2 separate regions of the Capra hircus genome follow, and region 2 is linked to region 1. The links are chromatin contacts, called in public Hi-C maps. All regions are on one chromosome and are shown on one strand. The core of a region is the stretch at or near the end of the contact, and the rest is flanking DNA. Distances in the headings are between cores, read along the strand shown. Region 1 has its middle 89 kb from the start of NCEH1. Region 2 holds the start of TNFSF10 (tumor necrosis factor ligand superfamily member 10).

Region 1 (3,924 bases), core at 564-3,063:
TTCCCAAACAGGTTGTTTGTTTTCGTATGTTGGTTTTAAGAATTCTTTGCAAAATTTGGGTAACAGTCTTTTACCAGATACACCTTTTGCAAATATTTTCTCCATGTTTGTTTTTTTTTTAAATAAAATCATAGTATACAACCTGGTACTAAGCCTTGATTTGGGGGCGAGGTGGCTTGATGGGACATCAGGATGTTAGGGTATGTTGACTACGACCTGGAAACTTAAGTAAAATCGTATGAGTGAGAAGCTTCTACCAAGTGTGGCCTGTCTAAAAGGCAGAGAAGGAGGAAATACAGCTTATCTAAGAAACGTTTTCCTATGACTATAAATCCAATATGGTTGAATGACAGACTTGAGCTTTGCAGATTTAAAAAGCTGGATTCTTTGTATTAAACTAAAGTCAGAGGAAGCAAAGAAAGGGGAAAGGGGTTGGATATAAGTTTGAGACCTGGAGGAGCCTGATTCCTCAGCCACTAACACAACTTTTGGGGCTCTTTTTATTGACAGAGATGACAATTACCCCCACTGTAGAAACCATTCCATGATGCAAAACATGGTGTAAGGGGAAGAGATGAACCAGTCTTCCCCAAACCAGGCTATAGTTTTCCACTGCCAAGTTTAATGCTGAAAACTTACAGAATGGATGGAGCTCTAGAACCTGTTGCTATATGTCAGAACCCCTCAGATTTAGCTTTTGAATCCAGAACCATAAGCCATCAAGATCTGTGGAACTGAACAGATAAAAATCAACAAAGGCTACCAGAAGAGAAACAGCAAGTTTATTTCCCAAGTAACCAAAGGCCTCTTTAGGTCATCTGAGGCAAGAGAAAGTAAAAGTGAAACGCTAAACAATTCTAGGAAATCAGCTCAAAAACTGGAAAAATAAGTACACATTCAAACAGATCCCTACAGTCACTCCTCCACCCAAACACCCAGACACACGCACGGAAAAGCCACCTCATGAAAGCACCTTATTTTATTTAAACTCAAAAGAAGTGTGAGTGAATTCATGAGATAGTGCTACAGGCATTTATTTACTTCTGGGATATGGATCTATAGTACACTGATCCTTCTCAGACTAAACTGAGAATATTTAAGGCAAATTAACCTGGGTACACTTAGGTTCATCTCTTTCCTTATTTGTTTACTCTGGTAAAAATACATTTGTAAAGTCTTGCAGTGTGGTAAATACACACCTAATTTTTTTCCTTCTTTTCTTTTCCTGATTCTATCTTCAGAAACCAAAGAAAATTAGAGAGACTAGAGATCAGAAAAGGAGAGCAGAAAAAGGAAGAAGAGAGAAAAGAGAAAATACGGGAAAAGGATTTAGGTCTGAGCATAAGAGATATATCTCTTTAATGTGTTTACTATAGGATGAAAACATTATAAAGAATCAGTAGGGCCATTTTCTAAAGAAAACATTCCTCATCTTTACAAATTAAATATATAAGCATGGATATTTATTTTCTCCAATGCATTTTTTCTTTGAAATAATGATAATTCTTTGGAAAGACCCTGGGGGTTTAAGAACATCAGCTTCTATGCAGAGTCAATTCCTTATTATTATGACTTTTTTTTTCTTTCATGAAGCAGGATACAGTAAATCTCTTTTAAGTCTTTTCCTCTTTTCTTTCTTTTTTAAAACAATTTTATTTCTTTATGGACTGTGCTGAGTCTTTGACGGTGCTTGGGCTTTCCCCTAGTTGCAGTGAGCAGGGGCTACGCTCTAGCTGTGGTGTGCAGGCGTCTCATCGTGGTGGCTTCTCTTGTTGCGGAGCACGGGCTCTAGGCATGTGGGCTGCAGTAGCTGCAGCACCCAGGCTCAGTAGTTGTGACACACAGGCTTAGATGCTCTGCAACATGTGGGAGCGTCCCTGACCCGGGAACAAACCCATGTCCCCTGCATTGGCAGGCAGATTCTTAACCACTAGACCACCATGGAAGCCCCAGGATGAGCTAAATCTTGACAGGCAAAGCATTTAGTTAAAAGGATTTGGTTTTGTTTGTTTCTTTTGTTTTGCACTTGCTAGGGTAGAATGAGGGAAGAATTAGTCAATCAATTCCTTTCCTAGGTCCAGCTGCCTCTCTCTCATTCACCTTTGGTAAGGCTTCTCAGTCTCACTCATGAACTTCTTGCCACACAATAGTATGAAAGGAAAGTAAGCTTCAGTCCAAAATATCCCAGTGGATTTTTCTTTAGCACTGGAATCTCTACCGAATAACTTTTCTTAAATCTTTTGCCTTTCCTAGGTAAAGATGCCTGGTAGAAAGATGGGCAGGGGTCCAGAGGCCAGAGATAGGTTGTTTGGTTCCCTTTTCTGCCCAGCAAATCTAGGTACCATGGGAACACAGTTCTGAGCTATAAAATGTGCATATGCTGATGTGCACCGAAGCAGAGTTTCAGTCCCGAGAAAACTTTCTCCCCACGTCCCTGAGGACGTGATTGTCATGCTGATTTTGTTATAAACACAGCAGAGACCAAGAAATAATTCATTGTTTCTCCTCAAAATTCTGAAAATTCTAGAATTCAACCCAGACAAATCCACACTAAGTCACCTAAGGCAATCAACTTATGAGTCTGTGTGTTGGAAGTTTCCCCTCAAGTGTCAGTCTAACAGGCAGGTGTTCCTGTCTGTTCAAACTCAGCCAAATTCCCTGAGTGACCTTTAAGAAATCTCAGTTTTGATTTCTCCTCCCTTCTTCCCTCCCTTTGTCCTGCCTTCCCTCCCTCCCAAAGACAGTGCTGCTAAGTCACTTCAGTTGTGTCCGATTCTGTGTGACCCCACGGACAGCAGCCCACCAGGCTCCCCTGTCCCTGGGATTCTCCAGGCAAGAACACTGGAGTGGGTTGCCATTTCCTTCTCCAATGCGTGAAAGTGAGAAGTGAAAGTGAAGTCGCTCAGTCGTGTCCGACTCTAGCGACCCCATGGACTGCAGCCTACCAGGCTCCCTCATCCATGTGATTTTCCAGGCAAGAGTACTGGAGTGGGGTGCCATTGCCTTCTCCACCAAAGACAATGCAGACAGGAAAATAAGAGCAGTAATTATACTTTGAGTTCTCCAGAGGTAAATAAATATTATTACTTTAGCAATTAATTATCAAGATATAGATAGATATTGCATAGGTTATATATTCATGTATATAGTAAATGAATATATATATGTATATATATATATAGTTTACATGTATGTATCCTGAAAGCTGTAGAAATAGGTTGTCTATTTTATGGTTCGTTTAGATGAGAACAGTATTTTCCCTTTACACTTTATTCCTCAGGTAAAGAGAACATGTGGGCCATAAATTCAGCTAAGCTGGTACAGTTATCTAGAAACTGCTCCCTTGGTGGCTAACACACTACTTGCCTGATTAACCACTTCCTGGTGACTCAGATGGTAATCCACCTGCAGAGCAGGAGACCCTGGTTTGATCCCTGGGTTGGGAAGATCTCCTGGAAAGAGAAATGGCTACCCACACTCCAGTGTTCTTGCCTGGAGGAGTCCATGGACAGAGGAGCTTGGTGGGCTACTGACGGAAAGTTAATCTGGACTTTGCCAAGGACAGGGTGGAGTTCTTAGATAAGTTTTGAACTGAGTCCAAGATTTTATGAGACTGCACATTTCTTTTCAGCTTAAAAAAAAAAGTCTTTCCCTGGATGGAGAGAAAATCCTTATAAACATGACAGAGAAGGGAAAAGGAATAATAACTTTTAAAAACTAGTTTTAGAAGTAGGTGAGCTCAGAATGTGTATTTAGAATTTTCTGGTAGTTTGCTTTTACTTCAAGTTGCTGCTTCCTCTCACAGGCTGAAGTGTAAAACTGTTGGTTTGTGATTTTGCCCCGCCCTGCAATTTGGGGGCACCAAATTTGACCCTGATGCTTTTTTTGTGTCACTACGAGATATAGTCAGAGGGGGAGGAAGTG
Region 2 (3,924 bases), core at 498-2,997, 91 kb before region 1:
ATCTGATGTGAACAGCCAACTCATTGGAAAAGACCCTGATGCTGGGAAAGATTGAAGGCAGAAAGAGAAGAGGGCAACAGAGGATGAGATGGCTGGATGGCATCACCAATGCAATGAACATGAGTTTGGGCAAACTCCAGGAGATGGTAAGGGACAGGGAGGCCTGGCATGCTGCAGTCCATGGGGCAAAGAGTCGGACATGACTGAGCGACTGAACAACAACAAAAATGTGTAAAAATATATAGTATATATAAAATAGATGAAAAATAAGAACCTATTGTATAGCACAGGGAACTTTATTCAATACTCTGTAGTCACTTATAGGGGAAAAGAATCTGAAAAAAGAGTGGCTATGTATAACAGACTCACTTTGCTATACAGCAGAAACTGACATTGTAAATCAACTACATGCCAATAAAAAATACATTAAATATATATGTGTATGTGAGTGCTGTGTTTAGTCACTCAGTCATGTTTGACTGTCTGTGACCCCATGGACTGTAACTTGCCAGGCTTCTCTGCCCATGGAGATTCTCCAGGCAAGAATACTGGAGTAGGTTGCCATGTCCTCCTCCAGGGGATCTTCCCAACCCAGGGATTGAACCCAGGTCTCCCACATTGCAGGCAGATGGTTTACCATCTGAGCCACCAGGGAAGCCCATGAATATTGGAGATGATAGCCTATCCCTTCTCCAGAGGATCTTCCTGACCCAGGAATCGAACCAGGGTCTTCTGCATTGCAGGTGGATTCTTTACCAGCTGAGGTACCAGGGACTATATAGAAAGCCAAAAGCTGAAGTTGGCTTATTTTCAGTAATTTTGCTTTCAAAATCCACTGGAACTAGCAAAATTTGGAACACACCACAGCATTATTACAGGTGACTTAGAGCTCGTCTTTGGGTTAAGCCTTGACTGTACCCTATGTCCCAGTAGAACCACATTTGTGAAGGTTGGTTACTCACTCAACAAGTGTGGGAGCTCTGTGCTAGTTTTTAGAGGTGTCACAGAAAGCAAAAGCAGACACAGTCCTCCTCTGAGGCAGCTCCTCTCTTGCCCGAGAATTCGAGTCAAGAACTCTAAAACGTTAAGCAGAAAGAACTCAAGGAATGGCAGCAGTTAATATTATAACATACTGTTAAATACAAAACTACCTCAGCAGTTTCATTTCCCGCATCTGCTAGAATCTGGTCGAGCCAATTCTGTAACTATACTTTGTGCACATAATCCTTTCAATTCACTTTTGCAAAGTTCTCAGTAATGATAGGCATTAGCAGTTAGGGTCCCCGGGCAGGACAGAGAAAGAGAGGCTTCTCTTCCTCTGTAAAGTCTTCACAGAGGAGCCAACAGAGGCAGTCTGTCAGGGAGCGTTTGCATTGTACTGACCTGCTTCAGCTCCTTGCTGAGATACATGTAGAACACGCCCATACCAAAAACCTGCAGCAGCACTGTGAAGATGAGGATCAGCACGCAGAACTGTCCAAGTCTGGAGCCCGGAGTATGCATCAGGGTCATGATCGCTGTAGGATGGGACTCCTGCAGAGTGAGTCAAGCTGCAGATTAGGACTGCGGTGGGGTGGAGCAGATTTGTAAGTTTTACTTAGTGAAAAGCAGCAAGTCAAACCGAAACTGAAACTTGTAAAGAGGAGAAAAAACAGTTGCAAGTCTACTAATCTTAAACGACTAGAAGCTAGGGGGAAGCAAGGCAGGTCCACTACAGTCAAGCAGCAGATTAGGACTGCGGGGGTGGAGCAAATTTTTAAGTTTTACTTAGTGAAAAGCGGCAAGTCAAACTGAAACTGAAACTTGTAAAGAGGAGAAAAAACAGATCCTAAAGGACTAGAAGCTAGGGGGAAGCAAGGCAGGTCCACTACAGTTTTCAGGGGCACAGGGCTCTCTGTCTCTGGTTTTGGATTTCTAACCCCTAGAACTGCAAGACAACACAATTCTGTTTGTGCTACTTCATTGTGGCAGCCTTAGGAAGTGAATATAGCTTCCACTGGATTAGAAAAGTGAAAAAAGTTGTAAGCGTTACAATCATAATAACTTCAATCCATTAATTAAAACAAAATCTGGGGCTTGTTTTGAAAAGGTCCTTGTCAACACGGGCACCAGCAAGTCCATGTTTCTGTGAACTATTCCATTCATTCACTGTTTAGGCTAGAGTCTATCCAGGTCGCCAGGTTTTATAAGTATGTGTCTTTCCATCATTTTCTAATTGTATAAACATTCTTCATGTTCTTACTTTACATTTTATTTATTTTGATTAGGTAGTTATTGGGCCACACCCCACCAGCCTGAAAGCTTGTGGTTGCCCAGCCTCCAGACCAAACAAAGAGGCTGGATACAGTGATGGGGACATCAATAGTTTGGTGGACAGGAGATCTTACATGTTTGAAGCAAAATGTCCTGGAGTGACATCTCACCATGGCAGGCAGGACATGGCAGCAGTCTTTGCTCCTCGGGGGAGAGGGAGGCTACCATGTATGGGTGGGAGGGACAGGGCGGAAATTGATTTTAGGTGGGCTCATCAGTTACCAAGGAAACCAGGAGATGGGGTGGGGGCAAGCTTGCAGGCAGTTACTGATGAAGCCCTGTAATTAGGAGGATTGGATAGTCATGTGATTGAAGCAGGGCCTGGTCAAGTAGGGGACGAACAGAGAGCAAGAGAACAGCCATCCTGAATGGTTTGACAGTACGCTCCACCCCTGCACCCTTGCACGACCCTTACAATCTTGGTCCATCCCTCTTCTGTGATATCCCTGGGCTCACGTATGTACAGGGGCACTGCAACCAGACACCACAAACACAATACAGACAACAGCAGCTAAAGAGTGTCAAGAGCCTAAGAGGTGGGCAAACATTCGAGCCAGCTGGTTACAGGCTCAAGTTTCCATGAAAGTCCAGAGGAGGACGACAATGGCATCCTGCTATAGACCCAGCAAGCAGGCTCATTTCCCAGCGAGGCCACCACTGTGCCCAGTCTGCAAACAGATTGCCTCCACCCAGACTAAGTATGCTTACCAGGCACAAGACAGGGAAAATTATGACCATTAACCAACATACAAGCACTATCCTGAGATAGTGCCGCCCCTGCCTGAGGTTTCTGTCCTGGGGGGCAGCACCATCCCATCTATTCACCTGCAGTCCCCAGAGCCTATACTGAGTCCTAGAGAGACCCTCAGGGTTAACATGATGGTGCCTTCCTCTAGCTGGGGCCTGGATTAATTACCTTATTGGTCTTTGGTGGAGCAGTTAACAGACAGGTGAGATCTATAAATCCCTTTCTATCCTATTCCCCACGAGTTGGCAAACCCAAACCACCAGGGACTCACATGCCAGTCCCAGGACTGGCTTATAATGTGTTCTCCTGGGGTTAGATCCTATGGCCCGGACAAAAGCAAGCTTTTTCCTAATGGGTAGTCCTAATGGCAGTGTGCCTTGAACTTGAATGGTGTGACTTTCAAGTAGCCTTTGGGTTCACAGGGCGTGGGCACTGGGACCATTGCTCCTGGGATGTGTCCACATGTTGAGAGTGGGGTTCCCATCTCACTTGTTGCTGATGTGACCCCGCTCATCCTCTGGGTTAGCCTAGCAGCACTAGGGCTGGTCATTTCCAGCAGCCCTTTCCTGAACTTCAAGGCCAGTAATGTGGGTTCCTTGGTCAATACTGATGTCCTTAGGGGTCCCGTGCGTCACACACAGCTCTTCTGGACCCTGAACTGAGGATTTTGCATCTCTCCACGACTCAGGTAGGCCTTCTGTAATGTCGTGCCCCTGCTGTGACACCCTGTAGACACGCATGCCTGCTGCTCCATCACACTGACTCATTGCTTTGCCCCCTTCCACAGCTGGGACCGGAAGCCCAAGGGCACCCTGCCATAGGCCCCAACCAAGCCTTTCTGGGTAACAGTCCATGTCCAATTC

What was found. A called contact is a pair of places that touch in the nucleus more often than the background predicts.
Region 2: a Hi-C map of liver shows a contact between it and region 1, with 2.7 times the contacts expected there. The contact joins the promoter of TNFSF10 here to the enhancer-like site in region 1. A contact is called at or near these places in 2 of 5 Hi-C or Micro-C datasets (blood and liver).

The regions. Positions count from the first base shown.
Region 1 is chr1:94,452,235-94,456,158 of ARS1.2, reverse strand. No RefSeq gene overlaps it. Among named protein-coding and RNA genes, the nearest start is that of NCEH1, 89 kb to the right of the region's middle. Within about 2 kb of position 1,813, at least 2 of the 5 cell types and tissues checked have an H3K27ac peak or open chromatin away from gene starts, as enhancers often do.
Region 2 is chr1:94,543,583-94,547,506 of ARS1.2, reverse strand. TNFSF10 (tumor necrosis factor ligand superfamily member 10) reads right to left here and starts at 1,747. Exons shown (of 5, transcript XM_005675308.3): 1 at 1,384-1,747. The coding sequence starts at 1,512.